Regions from separate parts of the Mus musculus genome. Here all the other regions are linked to region 4. The links are chromatin contacts, called in public HiChIP or PLAC-seq and promoter capture Hi-C maps. All regions are on one chromosome and are shown on one strand. The core of a region is the stretch at or near the end of the contact, and the rest is flanking DNA. Distances in the headings are between cores, read along the strand shown. Region 1 holds the start of Pym1 (PYM homolog 1, exon junction complex associated factor). Region 2 holds the start of Mars1 (methionine-tRNA synthetase 1). Region 3 holds the start of Stat6 (signal transducer and activator of transcription 6). Region 4 holds the start of Timeless (timeless circadian clock 1). Region 5 holds the start of Lrp1 (low density lipoprotein receptor-related protein 1). Region 6 holds the start of Shmt2 (serine hydroxymethyltransferase 2 (mitochondrial)).

The links. Promoter capture Hi-C pulls out the DNA fragments that hold promoters and counts their contacts. HiChIP or PLAC-seq counts read pairs in DNA pulled down with a chosen protein or histone mark.
Region 1: a promoter capture Hi-C map of pre-B cells shows a contact between it and region 4, with 2.7 times the contacts expected there. The contact joins the promoter of Pym1 here to the promoter of Timeless in region 4. A contact is called at or near these places in 3 of 39 promoter capture datasets (the C10 cell line, neutrophils and pre-B cells), 2 of 484 Hi-C or Micro-C datasets (CD4 T cells and CD8 T cells) and 1 of 9 other capture datasets (adipose tissue).
Region 2: an H3K27ac HiChIP or PLAC-seq map of embryonic stem cells shows a contact between it and region 4, with 8 times the contacts expected there. The contact joins the promoter of Mars1 here to the promoter of Timeless in region 4. A contact is called at or near these places in 8 of 39 promoter capture datasets (the C10 cell line, the SN4741 cell line, embryonic stem cells and 4 more), 1 of 484 Hi-C or Micro-C datasets (B cells), 4 of 115 datasets of contacts at active chromatin or transcription factors (acute myeloid leukemia, embryonic stem cells, stem cell-derived neural progenitor cells and 1 more) and 4 of 9 other capture datasets (adipose tissue, embryonic stem cells, macrophages and 1 more).
Region 3: a contact with region 4 is called in a promoter capture Hi-C map of pre-B cells, with 7 times the contacts expected there. The contact joins the promoter of Stat6 here to the promoter of Timeless in region 4. A contact is called at or near these places in 10 of 39 promoter capture datasets (the C10 cell line, the SN4741 cell line, cranial neural crest and 7 more), 1 of 484 Hi-C or Micro-C datasets (CD8 T cells), 8 of 115 datasets of contacts at active chromatin or transcription factors (the SCID.adh cell line, bone marrow-derived dendritic cells, bone marrow-derived macrophages and 3 more) and 3 of 9 other capture datasets (adipose tissue, liver and macrophages).
Region 5: a contact with region 4 is called in an H3K27ac HiChIP or PLAC-seq map of extraembryonic endoderm stem cells, with 2.9 times the contacts expected there. The contact joins the promoter of Lrp1 here to the promoter of Timeless in region 4. A contact is called at or near these places in 3 of 39 promoter capture datasets (cranial neural crest, maxillary cranial neural crest and stem cell-derived epiblast-like cells), 8 of 115 datasets of contacts at active chromatin or transcription factors (bone marrow-derived macrophages, embryonic forebrain, embryonic hindbrain and 5 more) and 2 of 9 other capture datasets (liver and macrophages).
Region 6: a promoter capture Hi-C map of stem cell-derived epiblast-like cells shows a contact between it and region 4, with 2.0 times the contacts expected there. The contact joins the promoter of Shmt2 here to the promoter of Timeless in region 4. A contact is called at or near these places in 17 of 39 promoter capture datasets (the 3T3-L1 cell line, the C10 cell line, cranial neural crest and 8 more), 10 of 115 datasets of contacts at active chromatin or transcription factors (bone marrow-derived macrophages, craniofacial prominence, embryonic forebrain and 4 more) and 3 of 9 other capture datasets (liver, macrophages and pancreatic islet).

What each region holds. Positions count from the first base shown.
Region 1 is chr10:128,746,775-128,749,788 of GRCm38.p6, reverse strand. Pym1 (PYM homolog 1, exon junction complex associated factor) reads right to left here and starts at 1,334. Exons shown (of 3, transcript NM_001170869.2): 1 at 1,223-1,334. The coding sequence starts at 1,256.
Region 2 is chr10:127,310,072-127,313,099 of GRCm38.p6, reverse strand. Mars1 (methionine-tRNA synthetase 1) reads left to right here and starts at 1,314. Exons shown (of 21, transcript NM_001003913.2): 1 at 1,314-1,579; 2 at 2,566-2,656; 3 at 2,802-2,880; 4 at 2,962-3,028. The coding sequence starts at 1,471. It also overlaps the pseudogene Gm6283.
Region 3 is chr10:127,641,424-127,644,244 of GRCm38.p6, reverse strand. It overlaps Stat6 (signal transducer and activator of transcription 6), which reads right to left and starts at 1,259. Exons shown (of 22, transcript NM_009284.2): 1 at 996-1,259.
Region 4 is chr10:128,230,728-128,233,603 of GRCm38.p6, reverse strand. It overlaps Timeless (timeless circadian clock 1), which reads right to left and starts at 1,541. Exons shown (of 29, transcript NM_001164081.1): 1 at 1,429-1,541. Mip (major intrinsic protein of lens fiber) reads right to left here. Exons shown (of 4, transcript NM_008600.5): 4 at 1,792-2,876. It overlaps Gm26847 (a long non-coding RNA gene), which reads left to right and starts at 541. Exons shown (of 2, transcript XR_380941.4): 1 at 541-856; 2 at 949-2,876.
Region 5 is chr10:127,619,719-127,622,456 of GRCm38.p6, reverse strand. Lrp1 (low density lipoprotein receptor-related protein 1) reads left to right here and starts at 1,309. Exons shown (of 89, transcript NM_008512.2): 1 at 1,309-1,839. The coding sequence starts at 1,770.
Region 6 is chr10:127,520,848-127,523,780 of GRCm38.p6, reverse strand. Shmt2 (serine hydroxymethyltransferase 2 (mitochondrial)) reads left to right here and starts at 1,337. Exons shown (of 12, transcript NM_028230.4): 1 at 1,337-1,493; 2 at 2,666-2,863. The coding sequence starts at 1,461.

The DNA of each region.
Region 1 (3,014 bases), core at 85-2,584, 520 kb before region 4:
AAGGTACACATTAAAAGCTGCAAACTGCCTGTCATGGTATTAGACGCCTTTAATCCCACAACTTGGGAAGCAGAGGTAAGTGGATCTCTATGAGTTCAAGGCCAGCCTGGTCTACACAGTGAGCTCTAGGCCAGCCAGGGCCACATAGTGAGATCACATCTGGGGATTGGAGTGTTAAAGATGAAAGTTGCTTTTTAAAGGTTGGGCACAGTGGCTCATGCTTTTAATTTTAATAAGGAACATTTAAAGCAAACCAAGAAGCATAAATGGCACATTTTAAAACACACCGTGCATTACCGCACAATCACAGGATCACTTCTACAAAACCCTAGTCACATATGAAGACCAAGATGAAGGCTACAAAAACAGTCACCGGGTACTTGCACTACGTCTTCCAAATATCTATTTGATCATCTCGAAGTCAATATTGCACATTATCCTAAAGACAAGGCAACTACAAACAAGACAAAAACATAAAACCGATTCTCAGCTTCACACACAAACAGCTGACTTCCAACATTTCAGACAGCTCGACTGAAGTGCTACTCAACCTTTAAGAAATCATGGGGTTCTATCAATTATCAAAGACGTTGAGAGAAAGGCCAGTAGATACTTTCCTGTTTGTTTTCTCCCACTTTAAATGGAAAACTCCACCAAGGAGAAAAGTCAAGTTGAAAGTTAAATTCCTCTTCCCTTCACACGTCTGGATTTCAGTGACACCCACCCCCACCCCCACCCAATGAAGATGGGGCAAAGAGTGAAGAAGAAAGCACTATGTAGCAATGAGATCATCAGCAGACACAGCCCGGAGAGAAAGAATGAAAACAGGGAAGGGTAGAGAGCAGGTACAACAGTAAGAAATGGGGGAGGGAGAAAGGGGGTTGGAATTGGAGGGAACTGAGCACAGGAGCCCATAATGCTGGAGAACCTTGCAAAGGTACGGGACTCCAACAGCTAGAAAGAGCTGAAGCGCCTAAGGGTCCCGGAGCAGGGGACATTGGAGGACCCCAGGGTTTGGGAGACCGGAAGCAGAGACCCCCCCCAAAAAACACGAGACCAGAAGGGGGCGCAGGTAACAACCCAAAAGGAATGAATGGGGAAGGCGGTACGGGGGCGTGGCAAAGGAGGAGCCCCGGGATGGGCGTGGCACAAACCCTTTTCCAAGTCCGAACCCCTAACCCAAGAATCCCGGGAGAGGCGGCTCCGCGATCCCCGCACTCACCGCCGGTCTCGTCAGTTACATAGGGAGTCGCCATCTTGAGAACCCGAACCACTTCCGGCGTGAGCGGGCTGGGGTCCCGCCCCCCTCCCCGCCGGAAGTGGAGTCCTCATCCTAGCAAGCCACCATTTTAATCTTAAAGAGAGACTGCACCATTTCTCTGACGCGGGAGGCGGAAAAGGCGAGTGTAAGACGCTCACAGTCATGGGCTCTTAGACTACCACCGACGCCACTGTTGACCTCCTGATGTATATAAAACAATCCCTAGGGCTCGGAGAGAAGTTTGGGCATAAGCCTTATCCCAGACAGTCCTCGCAGGCTCAAGGCCCACCGGGACCCAGCAGGAAAGCTGGTAAAAGAGGAAAGGAATATGCAAGGCCCCTCGCCTGCACCAAACCCTAGGGCGCGTGTTGGCATGGGCAAAGAAGCCCCAGGGATACACGAAAACCCGGGCTAACACTTAAAAGTGGGCAGGTCTACTCGGCACGCCGACCACTCTCGGCCGCCCAGGTTAACTGATCAGAGACCTACGAAGGGGTGCGCAAAGATCGGCGCACTGCGAGTCGGTCACCTGTCCCCGTGGCCTCGGGGGTGCTGGCGGTTTCCATGACTGAACTGGGGCGGGCAGCCCTGGGGATTCAGCGGCCGGCGAGGTAACTTCTTGGCCTGCTGCTCAGTACTGGATCCTCTCGGGTCAGAGGGCACGGGGTGAAGGCTTTTGGGGCGGACCCAGTCAGTATTCTAATTAGCCGCGCCCCACACTTCGGATTAGCTTTGGCTACCGCGAGCAGTTCCACCCTTAAATCTACCGGGACAGTGAGGCCACTCCCTTTGTTAGGTTGTGCCTTGTTCTTGGAAGGAGCGCCAAAGCCCGGTCCGGTCCCTCCCCTCCTCCATCAGCAATTTAGTTCCTCTGGGGCTAAATCCTGTTAAACTTGTTTCCTCTTCTGTCAGGAAGGTGCTGGCTCAAGCTCCTCTCCTCAGGTGTCTGCCCTCCTCCTACAAAGCTTTTTCCTTAACTCTTTCACCCTCTTCTATTGCCCAACTTTGGCTTACACTAACGTCCAACAGTGCCTCTCAAATTGAGAAGTGGGGAAATATTAGTACTTCAGTAGTAGACAATATGTTCTACTTTAAAACAAAACAACCGAGCAGTGGTGGCGCACGCCTTTAATCCCAGTGGAGGCAGAGGGAGGAGGATTTCTGAGTTCGAGGCCAGTCTGGTCTACAGAGTGAGTTCCAGGACAGCCAGGACTACACAGAGAAACCCTGTCTCGAAAAACCAAAAAAAAAAAAAAAAAAAAAAACCAAAAGGAAAAAAAAAAAAAAAAAAAAGAAACAAAACAGGCTAATAAGAACCTCAACTAAGTTTTCAAAAGCTCACACATTGTCCTCCTTGCAATTCTCCCAGCTTTAACCTCTCTCCTTTCAATTCAAGTCTCAAAATGACTTTAATGCTATTTGCATGCACTACATGTTTTTACACGTGTATACTTCTTTCTTTTCTTTTCTTTTTTTTTTTTTTTTCGAAACAGGGTTTCTCTGTATAGCCCTGGCTGTCCTGGAACTCACTTTGTAGACCAGACTGGCCTCGAACTCAGAAATCTGCCTGTCTCTGCCTCCCAAGTACTGGGATTAAAGGTGTACACCACCACGGCCCGGCTACATGTATACTTCTAATCCCTCACTTTGTGTGTGTGATAATCCCTCACCTATGCCTTTGCTTCCTCCTGCATTTGGGTATGGTGGAGGGAGGGATGCTGGGGAGTGGAACCTAGAGTGTAGCTAGCATTAA
Region 2 (3,028 bases), core at 65-2,564, 920 kb after region 4:
TTTTTTTTAAAGATAAGATATCCCTTTGCATGTGTTTATTTGGCTTTGTTGCGAAATCTCTCACTTCCCCCTCAATTTGACCTTTTGTAGCATAACTCTCATCTCCCTTTGCTGTGATTGTCTAGCTATATGTAAATGGAAGACTAGTGCATTTTCACTTTTATGTCAGGGCTTGCTTGGTTTATTTTTGTTTTTTTTTAATGTGTATCAAGGTCTTGCCTGCAAGTTGAGTGTACTATTTTTGGGCAGGTCTATGGAGGCCAGAAGAGGCACTAGTGTTACAGAAGGTTGTGATCTGCCTGTCATGTGTGTGCTTGGATGAGCATCAAGTGCTCCCGAACCAGAGTTATCTCTAAACCCCTTATTTTTAATTAAGAACAAAATAAAACAAAACAAAAACCACACACTTTTTTTTTTTGAGACTAGGTTTATAAAGACCAGGATAGCTTTGAACTCAAAGAGATCCAACTGCCTTCGCCTTCTGAGTCCTGGAATTAAGGGAGTGTCCCACCACACCCAACTCCTTTTTCTTTTATTTGTAAGGGGTTTCGAGTGCAGGGAGGTCTCTGCACCACATGCATGCAGTAATCATGAAGACCAGAAGAGGGCGCATGATTCCCCTAGGACTCAAGTTACAGACAACTGTCAACCATGCAAATGGGTCAAAGGAGAGTCCAGGAAAAGGACAGCCTGGCCTGTGTTCTCCGCTGAGCCATCTTTCCAGGCTTCCTCACTGATTTACTGACAGATCCCTAGTAGCTTAGGCTGGCTTGCAATAGAGGATAACGTCGAATTTATGATAATTTTATCACCACCTCTTCAACGCTGGGATTACAGGAGTGGACACACCACCACACAGTGTTGTGTACCGGGGGTGAACCCAGCGGTTTGCACATGCTAAGCAAACGCTTACTAACTAAACTACATTCCCAATTCCTAAGTAATAAAGGTTCGCGAGCCACATCCTTTGTGGCTGATGGACAGCCACATTAATTTCCACGTTGACACTAAAGTTTGCTCACAGTTCCCCAACTGATTTTTAATCTTGTAGCTAAATGCATCGCCACGCTCTCGGACTACCCGCACACAAACCAATTAAAAACTCCGATCCTTAACAACTTGAATCGGCGCGTGCGATACCACTTCAACGACCAGTAAGGAATCAGAAAATGCCACCCATCGCGTCGTCTCCATCGGATCGCTTTACAGCGGCCGACTTCAACAGTTCAAAGGACCCTCTCGGAGCCGGCCGACCCAGAGTGCCACGCTAGCCCGCACCGTCAACTTCCGGGTCTCGTTGGTAACCATTTCCTGTTTCGTAATGGTGCGTGATGGGATGAGTAGTCGGCTTTCCTGGAGCCTACCGCGAGCGTCCGGCCGACACAGAACTCCATTTCCCGACGTGCCTTGCAGCTTAACCCAGGAGCGGGAGGCCGGTTCCGATTGCATCAGCGTGGGCTCCGAGGCACGATGAGACTGTTCGTGAGCGAGGGTTCCCCGGGGAGCCTGCCCGTGCTGGCTGCGGCCGCGAGGGCCCGGGGTCGGGCGGAGCTGCTCATCAGCACCGTAGGCCCCGAAGGTACTGGAGTGGCTGCCGGTGGGCGGCGGGTGAGGGGTGTTCATCTCACAGTTGTTTGCCAGGCTCCAGTGCCCGTTCCCCAATCGACTCAACGTTAACTTTAGTCACGCCAACCTTTGTTTCCGTAACCCTTCTGAAGTTAGTTCCCTTAGTTACCCTCACTGTACTCTTCAAACCTCGTTTTAAGTCTCCCCTCTGGTTAGTTTTCCAGGACCCACCTATCATGGCAACTCCCTCTCAGCCCGGTCACTCTCGCGATCACCTCCAACCTCCCGTGTCGTTTTGGGGAAGCCCCTTTCTCCTTCCAGGACCTCAGTACAGACATGTGCACACTCAGTCCTTGAAGTTTATTGCGTATTCCCAGACAACTTTTTTGGGTGACTTTCTAAGAGTTGTCTGGTCAGATCCTCCCTGACAGCTTGACTGCAGCACTATTCTATACCTCTCTGTAGACTCTACCTCTTGTTTGCAGTTGGCAGTCTCAACTGAACACTAGCTGGCCCCTCTAGCATATTCCACCACCACCCCTCCCCGGTTAGTGTTCTTACCTTCGAAACTGTAGATTGAAAACCCAGGCCTCCAGCACACAATGTGACGTCAAATCATTTCTTTTAAGATTTACTTATTTATTTAATGTATATATGAGTACACCGTAGCTGTACTGATGGTTGTGAGCCATCATGTGGTTGCTGGGAATTTGAATTCAGGACTTCTGCTGGCTCCTGTCAACCCCGCTTGCTCTGGTCAACCCCGCTTGCTCAGGCTGCGCCCCGCCTTATATCTAAGTACACTGCAGCTATCTTCAGATTTACTGGAGGAGGGTGTCAGATCTCATTACGGGTGGTTGTGAGCCACCATGTGGTTGCTGGAAATTGAACTCAGGACCTTCGGAAGGGCAGTCAGTGCTCTTTAACAGCCGAGCCATCTCTCCAGCCTCCTCATTTATTTTCTTACCCCTGATTTTCACCCATTTTCCTCTGTCTCAGAGTGTGTGGTACCATTCCTTACCCGGCCTAAGGTCCCTGTCTTGCAGCTGGATAGTGGCAACTACCTCTTCTCTGCTAGTGCAATCTGCCGGTCAGTATTGGTTCTTGGTGTGGGGAGGTGCCCAAATCAGGGTGAATCACTAATCTTTCTGTGACCTTATTTGCAAATACTGTTCTACTGTGGGTTCATCCATGAACTAGACAGATGCTTCAACTTACTTTCTCTCCCTGGGCAGATATTTTTTTCTGTTATGTGGCTGGGAACAAGATGATCTCACCAACCAGTGGCTGGAATGGGAGGCAACAGAACTGCAGGTGAATCCGTGTATCAGGGAGGTGAGGGCAGCCTGTCCTTCCTCTGTATGAACATCCTGACCCATTTCCCCTGCATTTTAGCCAGTTCTGTCTGCTGCCCTACACTGTCTAGTGGTTCAAGGCAAGAAAGGGGAAGATATACTTGGCC
Region 3 (2,821 bases), core at 10-2,509, 590 kb after region 4:
GCCAGGAACAGCTCCAATTTCCTCTAAATCTCCCTGTAGAGTGACTCAAGTCTCATCCTTCCCCCACCCCAGACGCCATTAAGCCATATTTTTCTCCTGAGCTGCCGGTAACGTTGCAGGGTCTATAGGTCGGGCTAGGACAAGGACCGTCCTTTCTTGAGATCAGTCCCCTAGGGTGGGAAGGCGGAGCTACACTTCAAGAGGCGGGGCGAGCTTTCCCTTCCAGGCTCCCCCTCCCCGCCGTAGGGGAAGCCCGACAACCTAGAAGCTTCTTCGTAAGCTTGGTGGCCTAAATCTATCCCCTCCACTCCCGCATTCCGAGTCCGCTGGCCGTGTGACCCCAATATCAAAAGTCAAGGGCTTCCCTGAGTTGTCCAATGTGCGTGTATATATGACGGTGGCGGCGCTGGTGGGGGTGGGAAAGGGTGGGAGGAGGTGGAGCCAGGTCAGCATGAGGAGGGTTAACCCCCAGCCGGCTGCCCTCCACGGGGAAATCTCAGGGTTTACTGCGGCCAAAAAAGTGAGGGGGAAAGTCCCCCTCCTCTGGGGCACCATGAGATCTACATCTGGGTCTCTCTCACCCTCCAGCCACACCCTGAGTAGGAACCTTTAGCGGGCAGCAGCTAGGGGTTGGACAGGCTCGGGGACCCTGGAGCATCAACTTCTAGGGAAAGGCAGCCATGTCCCCCAACCCAGAGAACCTTTCTTCTCCTCTGCCCAGCGACTGTCCCAAGACCCAGGAGGCGCAGGGCTGAGGATTGGGGAAAGTGACGCGACACGTTGGGGACCGGAATGTGGAGGCCTGTACCCACCCGAGTCCTTCGAAAGTTGGAAACTGCCAAAACCCAGTGCCGTCAGCTAACCCCAGATGAAACTATTTTCAGGGGACCAACTGCCCCGCCCAGGGGGGAGGATCCGAGAGGCCCCGAAAATCCATCCCTCGTGGTTCGTCAAAGCCCCCCCATAACCTTCCCTACTCGCAGACGTCCCCTCACCTCAGCAGCCCCGCTGCTATCTTCTCCCTCTCTCAGAGGGCACTACCAAGCCCCATGGGTCTGTAGGTCTGTCCAGCGGGTCCTGGGCTGGCCCTAAAAACTCAATGTGTACAGACACACACACACATATGCACACAGGCACGCGCGCACACGCTCGAGCGCGCGCACACACACACAAACACACACACAGGCACGCACGCACTCGTCTCCGGGCCTTCTTCACTGTAAACCCTGGCTGCCCCGGCCTGCTGTTTCCGGCTTCTCTGTCTGCCCAGGTCCCTCCCTGGCGCTCTGACGACACAGAGAAGAGAAAGTGGGCTGGAGGAGGAAGAGGAAGAAAGTGGGGTGAACCTGTATGTACCCGGTGGGGAAGCACGTAGTGGGGAGGGCAAAGCTGGAGCTCCATTGAACCACACTGGAGGGAGGCTGACCTTTACTCTAATCCCCTTAGCACTGATCCATTCCCCACTCCTCGGAAAAGTCACCTAATATCTGGCAGAGGCATGCCACCCCGAACTGCCTAGCTACCACACAAACTTTCTCCGGGCCAGAGATTGGGACCTCGGGGAACTGTGCTATGGGACATCTGGGTTGTGTGCGTCCTCCAGTGGAGGACCCTGAAAAACAGCTGGGAGCCCGAGGCCCCTGCACAATTAGGCTCACCTCCTTCCAAGGCAGGAACGCCTTAGAAGTCCCGTGATACTGTAGGGAGGAAGTGGGGGAGGGGAACCCTTAGCTCAGAATTCTGGAAGTCTCCGGGAGTCCCTTGGAGGAAAAGGAATTCATTCGGGGATACCACGTCCCAAACCCTAGTGATAGCCACTGAGGGCTGCCAGGGTGCCAAGTTTGAATGTGAATATGCTGTGCAACCTTGGCAAAGTTCCTATCTGTTTCTGAGGTAAACACTGAGACACACCCCAAAACAAATATGTGCAATTTCCCTGGCCACAAGAAAACACACACACACACACACACACGCATACACACACACATACACACACGCACACGCGCGTGTCTGAGCTTTACACATGTAGCAGCAGGCTCTCACACATGACAGCCCTCAGAGCCTCTTAGAGTCACACACACACACACACACACACACACACGCCCCTTGTTCAGCCTCTGAATCACCATCATAACCAGAGGACTGTCCTGTAGTTTTTGTTGGGGAGGATAACAAAAGGCCAAACCTGAAAGTCGAGTGTATGGAGGGATAGTCTGAGGGTGGCTGTGTCAAGTTGGAATTTTGGCTTTCCATTGCCTTTCAGGGCTGGGCTGAAAGAGCAAAAGCCAGGCTTCTGGCGCCCCCTGGTGCCTGAGCTGATTCCTCCACTGCACATCCGTGGGCACTGTACACAGTGCAAACTTAGATCCACCCAGGTGCCAGAGCAAACTGTACATGTACATATAATATAATCATGGACTCTGAGCAAGACCTATTTGTGTTCAAGTCCTGCCAAAGATGCTAACTGCAGAATTGGCTGGTTCATTATCTGTAGGACGGAGCACGCAGAGTGGCTTAAGCTGTGGGGTTGTGAGAATAGAATATACTGATACATAAAGGCTCAGAGGAACTCTGGTCACCTAGTAAACAGCAAGCAGGAGGTACTTTTGTTGTTGTTGTTGTTGCTCAGCTACTTGGTTGGACTGTGGTTGTTGATGCTGTTGTTGAGACAAAGGGTCATGTAGCCCAGGATGGCCTTGAAATTGCCTAGTAACCAAGGACAAACTTTAACTTCACCTCCCAAGTACCAGGCTTAGAAATATGCAACAAACAGCAAGAGGGCTTGTGATGCTAAGAACTGAACCCAGGGCTTTTTGCATGT
Region 4 (2,876 bases), core at 292-2,791:
CTCAGCTTTTCCAGGGAGACCACTGGTGTATTGTGTGCATGCTTAGGTGTGTATATGTATGTATAAATATGTGCATGCCCACACACATCTGTAACAGACCAAAGGCCTTTCCTACCTGTCTTTTCCAAAGGTGGGCCTAAGAAGCTGCCCCCCCCCCCCAAAAAAAGATGAAAGAGCTGTCTCAGTTGAAGAATGCTTTCAACATCCAGTGTTTGCTCCATCACACAAAAAAAATTAAACAGAAACTCTTTTATTTATTTATGTTTCCCCCAACTTTGGGGCAAAGTTAGTCCATGTACTCCTGACTGTCCTAGAAATCAGTATGTAGACCAGGCTGGTCTCAAACTCACAAAGATCCTCCTGCTGTGATAAAGGTGTGCTCCACCATGCCAGGGTCTGCTTTTAATCATGTTACCATGAAGGGCTGAAACTCCTACTGCAAGCTCCTTTCCCCCAGTGAGTCTGAAGCTAGCCTGGTCTACACAGAGAATTCCAGCCCAGCCAGGACTGAGACCCTGTCCTTTTATTTATGATTCATCTTTCTGTGTGTTCCTGTTCATGGGATTCAGTTCTCTCCTTCCACCATGAGGGCCCCTAAGACTTCATTCAAATCCTCAGGCTGGTAACAAGCAACCCAACCTGCTGAGGCTTTGTCTGTGGGGTAACTAGCTTGGAGGGCTGGATAAACTGAATTACTGGAATTTAGGGCAACTGCACTTAAGTGACAAGAACTCTCCAGCAGAGGGAGTTCAAGTACCTTGAGGTACGAGCGGACGCGAAGCAAACACATCCTTTCCCTGAGGTTGGAAGTCAAACTGGATGAGAAAAATGTCAGGGACGCAAGACACCCACCTGGGTAAGCAAAACCGTACGCGACCAAAATGGGGTTTCAAAGTAAATGTAAAACCACGGGCTTCAGTTTTTTTGATTTTTGTTTTCCAAAACAAGGTTCTAGTGACAGCATCAAAGACAAAGAAATGACACTCCAGGAAAGAAGCTTAACTAATGGCTCTTGTCCTAGCTGACACCCCTAGAGGTTGTGTCCTTCTTAGGCAAGAGGATCGAACCAGGCCTATGAAGACCCCAAAGCCTGAGAATCCTGGCTCCTGACGACCTCCAGGCCACTGTGTCTTCGGGTCTGGACTGCAGAAGGGTTCTGTTCTACTCTCGGAACTCGAAGATCCTGGCCTCACCGTCCCTTCCCTAGCCCGAGCTCGGGGTGTGCAGAGACCCGCGAAAACCCGGCAGGTCTCCGGCGCGCTCGCCCGGGAGCAGGATCAGAACGCGCGTGCGCGCCGGGAGCCCCGCCCCCGCCCTTCAACCGCGCGGCGGGAAAGTAGCCGCTCACTGCTCCGCTGCTCGCCGCCCCGCCGTCCCACCACCTCAGGGACGCCCGTTGTCGGTCCTGGGTCCTCCGGACACACTCACCCGCTCTCCGCGAGTCCTCTGAAGCCTCGCAGAGCCTGAGGCCCTGAGGTGCGGGGTCGCAGCCTTTCCCGCCACTCGGCTGAGAGCGACCAGTCTGCGCCTGCGCGGGCGGGGGCGGGGCGGGGCGGGGCGGGGCGGGGCGGGCAGAGCCACTTGACTCTAGACGAGAGAGGGAGGATTGGATAAAGAAGGGAAACCCAAAAGGACTGTTTTATGTGAGTCGGGCATCTGCGTTAAAGTAAAAAACCAAAACGCTATGGGTTTTCTACTGAATTATAATAAGAATCAAGATCGAATTAAGGGAGAATTTACAGACGTACTTCCCCTTCCAGTCCAGTGGACTATTCCAAAGTCTTAAATGGCTAGTTAGAAAAGATGTGTTTTATTTGGGAGGAAGTGGAGAGTTTGATGTTTGGGGTGGAGTTTTGGGTTGTCTGTCTTCTTACAGGCATATGTTTTAAAGCTGGCAAGGTATATACAGGAAGCTCAGAATAGAAAGATCTGAAATAAATATTCCTTGTTCGTTCAGGGTCACCTGCGCCCCTGTTGAGACGATGCTGTTTTACGAACAAATACAAGATAGGGCTCCAAAAGAAAAAAAAAAAATCATCTCTGAATTAAGCGTTTAGATTGAGGAGATCGATATCTGGGTCATGAGGGAGAGTTAGCAGAAAGGATAGCCGAGAGAAAAGTGAAAAGACATACAAAAATAAAAGACTATGGAGCTAGTGATAAAAGTACAGAGATGCCATTTGCAAAGTTCAGTTTGCTCTAAATGAATCTTCCCCCACCCACTCACCCCACCCCCGTCTTGCCCCTCAACTCCTGTAAATTTGCTTCAGACACCAGATTTCCTGTTTTAGCCTCAGAGAGCAATTCTGGGCTTCAGCACCTTCTGTCTGGGGCTATTAGGCAGGGCCTTTTAAACTTGCCTAACCCCTGTTTCTATTGGAAGGTCCGTGGCTCAAGGCTTCTGAACACACAGCCCAGCCGGTGGATGTAGGCAGGCTTATGTGGCTTTACAGAACAACTCAAGGCCCGTGTTTACTTTTCTCTGGGATGAGCATCCATGAGATCCGTAGCCTATAGTCTCCCATTAACTCCCTCAAAACTTAGGTACACTTGTGTGGTGATCTGGAAATAAAATCTTGGATTCCTCTCCCACCAGACCTCCTAACCCCTGGAATGCCTTCCCTCCTCCTTTCTTTCTGCTGTCTGCTTCCTGAGAGGAACGACACCCCACCCACCCCCGTGACCCTTCAAAAATCAAGGTGCATATACTTGAATGGAAGCAGGGTAAAGGCCAGAAACTCGGGTTCCCTGTGCTCACCAAACTGGGGTGGGAAATGACATACATGTTGACACCTCTTTCCCCTCCCCTAGCTTCTGTGCCCGCAAACTCAGACACGGCCACACGCACCCACATTCATATGAACAGTCGTGCACAC
Region 5 (2,738 bases), core at 60-2,559, 610 kb after region 4:
TTAATGGACAAGTCTATTTTCTGCCAGTGACAGGCTGGAGTGTGTGTGGGGGTCACTCCTGTGGAGTTAGTGTACTGGTCCCTGGTCTTTAAAGTTCATCTCTAGCCAGGGATGTCGCCTGCTGAGCTTTCCAGAACTTTCACTTCAGGTCACAGAGAAAGTCAGACACTAAGGGTTACAGTCTTCAAACGTCGCCCACAAGAGGGCAGTGGCCGGAAGCACGTTCGCCGGCCCTAGGAACCGCCCGATGCTTTCTGGACTCCAGAGTACCGTTCCCAAACCGACTGAGACTGGGGACAAAGGTCCGGCACTCAGCACACAGCCCCCTAGGACTGGTGTCTGGTAGCGGAGCTCTGGAGTCCTTCATTCCAACTCCCTGTAGTTTGGCATCTGAAACCCTGACTTGGTGGGAGGCCAGTCAGAAGGTATCAAAAACAAAACAAACAAACAAAAAAAAAATCGAGCCTGACCTCTCAGGGCGAAAGGGGATGGCTCTACCCCAACCCCACCCTCTGGTGAGTCACCTCTCTCCAAACCAGAGCCTGCCTCTCCTGCGCCCCGTGCCAGGCGAGCAGGGCTGGGCGGGTACTAAGGTGGGCTCCATCCCTGAGCCCAAGGCGGGCCGACAAGCTGCAGCGTGTCCCCGCGGGTGTCCCTGTTTACTCTGAGCCCTGGAGCGAGGTGGGGGCGGGTCCATGTGGCCACTCCTTCACTCCGCCTCCTGAGGACGCAGGCCCCAATCCCAGACCGGTTCTTACAAAGTCTCCAAATCAAAGCTCAGCCTTTCCCGCACCTTCCCGGCGGACCGGCCACCCCTGCCCCCACCCTAGGCTAGGGAGGCACTGTCTGGGTTTCCCCAAGGAAATCAGGCCTCCGCCTAGACAGCGGCTCGGGACCCCACTGAGGGGATCTGAAATCCTGGGGTGTGACATAGAGTTTTAAAGAGGCACTAGAGCGCAGCTCTCCTTGCCCCTTACCCCATTCCCACCCTTGGCTCTACCGGCTCTAGGGAGCGCTGGGATGAGGTAGACGCAGTTAGAGGACAGGGTGCCCGGGGACTCCCACTCTCGGACCGCTTCCCAGAACTCCAAAGCTTGTAGCGCCTCCGACTCCCCCTCCCCAGGGCAGCGCGCCAAATCAGCGCATGCGCACTGTCAGGATTGCCGCGTAGCTCTTTCTCCCCCCCCCCCCACCTCTTTTTTTCTTTCCCCGCCCCTTCCCTCCTTCCCTCCTCTCCCTGTCCCCTCCCTCTCCCCTCTGAACACCCCCCTCCCTCCTCCCCCCCACCCCCCCCCCCCGCGGCACTTCAGTCAGGGGAGCAGCGGTGCGAGCTCCAGGCCAGTGCACTGAGGAGGCGGAAACGGGGGAGCCCCTAGTGCTCCATCAGGCCCCTACCAAGGCACCCCCATCGGGTCCACGCCCCCCACCCCCCACCCCGCCTCCTCCCAATTGTGCATTTTTGCAGCCAGAGGCGGCTCCGAGATGGGGCTGTGAGCTTCGCCCTGGGAGGGGGAGAGGAGCGAGGAGTAAAGCAGGGGTGAAGGGTTCGAATTTGGGGGCAGGGGGCGCACCCGCGTCAGCAGGCCCTTCCCAGGGGGCTCGGAACTGTACCATTTCACCTATGCCCCTGGTTCGCTTTGCTTAAGGAAAGGATAAGAATAGAAGAGTCGGGGAGAGGAAGATAAAGGGGGACCCCCCAATTGGGGGGGGCGAGGACAAGAAGTAACAGGACCAGAGGGTGGGGGCTGCTGTTTGCATCGGCCCACACCATGCTGACCCCGCCGTTGCTGCTGCTGCTGCCGCTGCTTTCAGCTCTGGTCTCCGGGGCCACTATGGATGGTGAGTGAGATTCCGGCGGCCCCCATGGACCCCTGGGGGCTCCCCCTCCCCAACCCCCACTCCTGCGTCTGGATGGGGAAGGGAGACGCGGGAGGGGGTGCCTTTTGTTATCCCAGTCCAGCTGACACAGCAGAGGCCTGACTGGGGGCGGGGATGGGGTCTGATTTGGGGGATGGGAGCCTGGGACAAATGATGCTTCCAGGGCCCCCCAGCTCAGACAAAGACCAGAGGCCTGGGTAGGAAAAGAGGGCTCCCCCTTTTTCTGATCTTGGGATTAAGAGGCCTTCTCTTCCTATCTCTGGTACGGGAGGGCCTCTGCCTCCCCTACATCCTCCACCCTCCCGCCCCCCCACCCCCATCTGAATTGTGAAGGAATCCGGATTTGCTGTGTACCGCTGCAAAAGGGGGCGGAGGGCCTTTTGCAGTGGACTCTGAAGGCTGGAAGGCAAAGCCGGCTAGGGGTGCCCTGCTGGCCAAAGGGCAGGCAGGCCGAGAAAGCTGTGGGTGGGGATAGGCAGGGCCCCCTGTTTGGGTGTGGAATGAGCCCTGCATCCCAGGCATGGAGGCCCGGGTCCAGAATCCTGGGCTGCCTGCCTGGGTTCCGAAGTGAGCAGCTCCCCGCTGAGGGCCTCAGTCAGGAGCCCGGTTGAGGGATGGAGGGGTCTGGTGACGCTTATGGCTGGCTTTCCCTTCTTAATTCCTGGGAGCTTTAAGATGAGAGGAAAAACGTCAGATGTCATCATTCTGGAAGAGACTGGAGAATGGTCTGGAACGCTGGGGAGGGGTTCAGAGGAAGCTCTGTCTCCCCGATTTCAGGCTTGATCACAGTTTGGGTTGGAAGGAGAGTTGGAGGTTGGGATGGGGGTTATGACCATGCCCCCAATCCTGCTCATTTAGTA
Region 6 (2,933 bases), core at 88-2,587, 710 kb after region 4:
CACCAAAACCTGACTCACAGGGCTATGTCTCTGTCTCTGTCTCCCTCCTTCCCTCCATCCATCCCTCCCCCCTCCCTTCCCCCCTTCCCCCCCTCCCTCCCTCCCTCCCTCCCTCCCTCCCTCCCTCCCTCCCTCTTATCTGGGTATAAGAGAACAAAGTGAAGTGTTTCGTGTTGTCTGGGTCACTATTAGTGAGCCCCTTGTGTCTCCAGGGCTAAGGCATGGCTAAATGTCTACTGAATGAGTAAAGGTATAAAATGGCTATCAGAGGCCAATGGTTCTCAAAACCACTGCTTCCTGGAATCCCCAAGAGGTTTGGTTGTGTGTCTCTGAGCAGAGGCCTTAAGAAGATGTCCTCAAGCGGTGGTGGCGCACGCCTTTAATCCCAGCACTCAGGAGGCAGAGGCCAGCAGATTTCTGAGTCCGAGGCCAGCCTAGTCTACAGAGTGAGTTCCAGGATAGCCAGGGCTACACAGAGAAACCCTGTCTCAAAAAACAAAAACAAAAAACAAAAACAAAAACAAAAAAACAAAACACAAAACAAAACAACCCCCCCCCCAAAAAAAACAAAAACAAAAAAAGAAGTGGGCGACTGCTGGGGAGTAAGGGAGATGTAAATAAGAAACGAATGCAAACCGTGTGAGAAGAGGAGGGATGGCTACTCTGCTCTCACCTGACAGCTGGATAGACACAGAGGAGGCAGGCTGTGAGTCAGGGGAAGAGGACAACCCACCGGAGCCAGCGTCCGAATGCGAAGTTTCATTTAATCCCTTCTACAAGCTCTTTGTGTTGGAGTGGGCAAAGTGTGACAGGCTCATCTGAGGTCCACTGTCCTCTAACTTCACATGTAGCTGAGGCTACTAGCCTTGACCTTTCAATCTCTCTGTCTCCACTTCCCTAGTACTGGAATGACAATGTCATGGTTTAACATTGGAAGAAACGGAGGACTTTGTGTTGTAATCCTAAAGCAAGGATTTGAGTCTTTTACCCTTTCAAACTATATCTGCTTTCACTGTGTGTATTTATCTTCTAAATATGTTTTAAATCTCCCTGAGAACCATATGCTAGATATGCTTGGTAGGCATAAACCACACGAAAATAAACAAACAAACAAACAAACCAAAAAGCGCTTGCCTGGAAAACCGGAAGGAAAAACAAAACAGAAACTCTGAAGAGCTTCAAGAAAGGACATGGAGGAGCTTTAAGTCTAAGAACTTTTCAGGCAAAGCTCTCCATACCGGGACTTGTATAGATGGGAAAGAGCAAAGTAAAAAACTACAATTCCCAGAAGGCAATTTTTTAAAAAAACCCAGTACTGCGCATGCGCAGGGAACGCCTCTTTCACTCGAACTTCACGGGGGCAATTTTCTCGCGCACGCGTTCTAAGAGCAGCTGGTTTTCGACCCCGGTACTACACCGATACAGAGTTAGTGGCTAGTCCTCCTGTGCCTCCTGTAGCGATGGTATCCTTCTCTTTGCTTCGGACCACTCGGGTAAGAACAGGGTTCTGTTTACTGGATGATCAGTGGAAAGGCCCACCCAAAGTGGGGTTCTCCTGGCTCCTTGCTGCACGTGTTCTGGGGCCTCGGGGAACAGATGCTTAACCAGGAAATCCCTGAGACAGCACATGTGCGGTGGCTGGGCCCCTAGTTCTGGCGATCAGACGACCTAGGTAGGGTCTTGTAGTCACCCAGTTGACACGACTCTTAAGGTAAAGGTCCGCAGACGCTGTGTTAACAATATCCTAGCAAACAAGTGGGGTTCCCGGCTTCGATGCGCTAGTTGAATTTTTCCCGCCAGCTCTGAGCTATGGAGATGATGCAACCGAGCCTCAGTACTTTCATCACGCAAGGGTCCTGCTGCTGTGTGGGCAGGAAGGAGGTAGCGAGGTGCTGTGTGTGTGTGTCTGTGAGTGTGAGATAAAATTAAGATTTTGGGCAAACACCTTCAGCCTACCCCAACTCCCGCCAGTACACAACTCTTTCCAAGAACTGCTTAAAAGTCTATCCTCCTACTTTTTAAAGGTTGCTCTGGAAACCACCCTTTAAAAGCCTCTGGTGTTAAGCCCTGTTAGCTTGGTATCTTCTCTCATGGAGGTATTCATGTCCGGAGGCCCTGCAGGAAGTCCACCTCTTATGTTTATGAATATTTTAACTGCACTGTGTGTGCACTGCGTGCATGCCTGGGTACCCACAGAGGTCAGAGGAGGGCATCAGATCTCTTGGAACTGGAGTTACAGATGGTTGTTAGCTGTTTTGTGGGTGCTGGAAGATGAACCGCTGTCCCCCACAAGAGCAGCCAGGACCTTAGGATGGTCATTTTGTTCCTGTGTGTGGGGAGACTCTGGAATCGCAGTGTCTCTCACCTGAATTGGAGGGACATGGGCTTCTGGGGCACAAGCTTTGCTCTGTGACTTTGCAGAGTCACTCAGGGTGATTAGGGATGCGTTGTGTTAGAGTTGACCAAAACTGCCCTTTGGATAATGATCTGAACCTTTGACTCTAGAACTTGCTATTCAAGATGAAAGTGGGGGTAGAGAGCACTGACTGCTGGCCGGACCAGGCTGCGTACTTAGCCAGAGGGCTCGATCTGTACCCATGACTGAGGGCAGCTGGGAGAAGAGATCTGGACAATTTTTAATTAACCCTGGCCTTTCTGCCCTGAGCCTCTGCAGAGATGTGGTCAGCTGGTCTGCATGGCTGCCCGGGCCCAGCACAGCAAGGTGGCCCAGACGCAGGCTGGGGAAGCAGCTGGAGGTTGGACGGGCCAGGAGAGTTTATCAGACAGTGACCCTGAGATGTGGGAGCTTCTGCAGAGGGAGAAGGACAGACAGTGTCGCGGCCTGGAGCTCATCGCCTCAGAGGTAGGACGTGAGGATATGGGTCAAAGAGCGCGAGCTACGGTGCGCGCAGGGAACACCACGTCACCTGCGG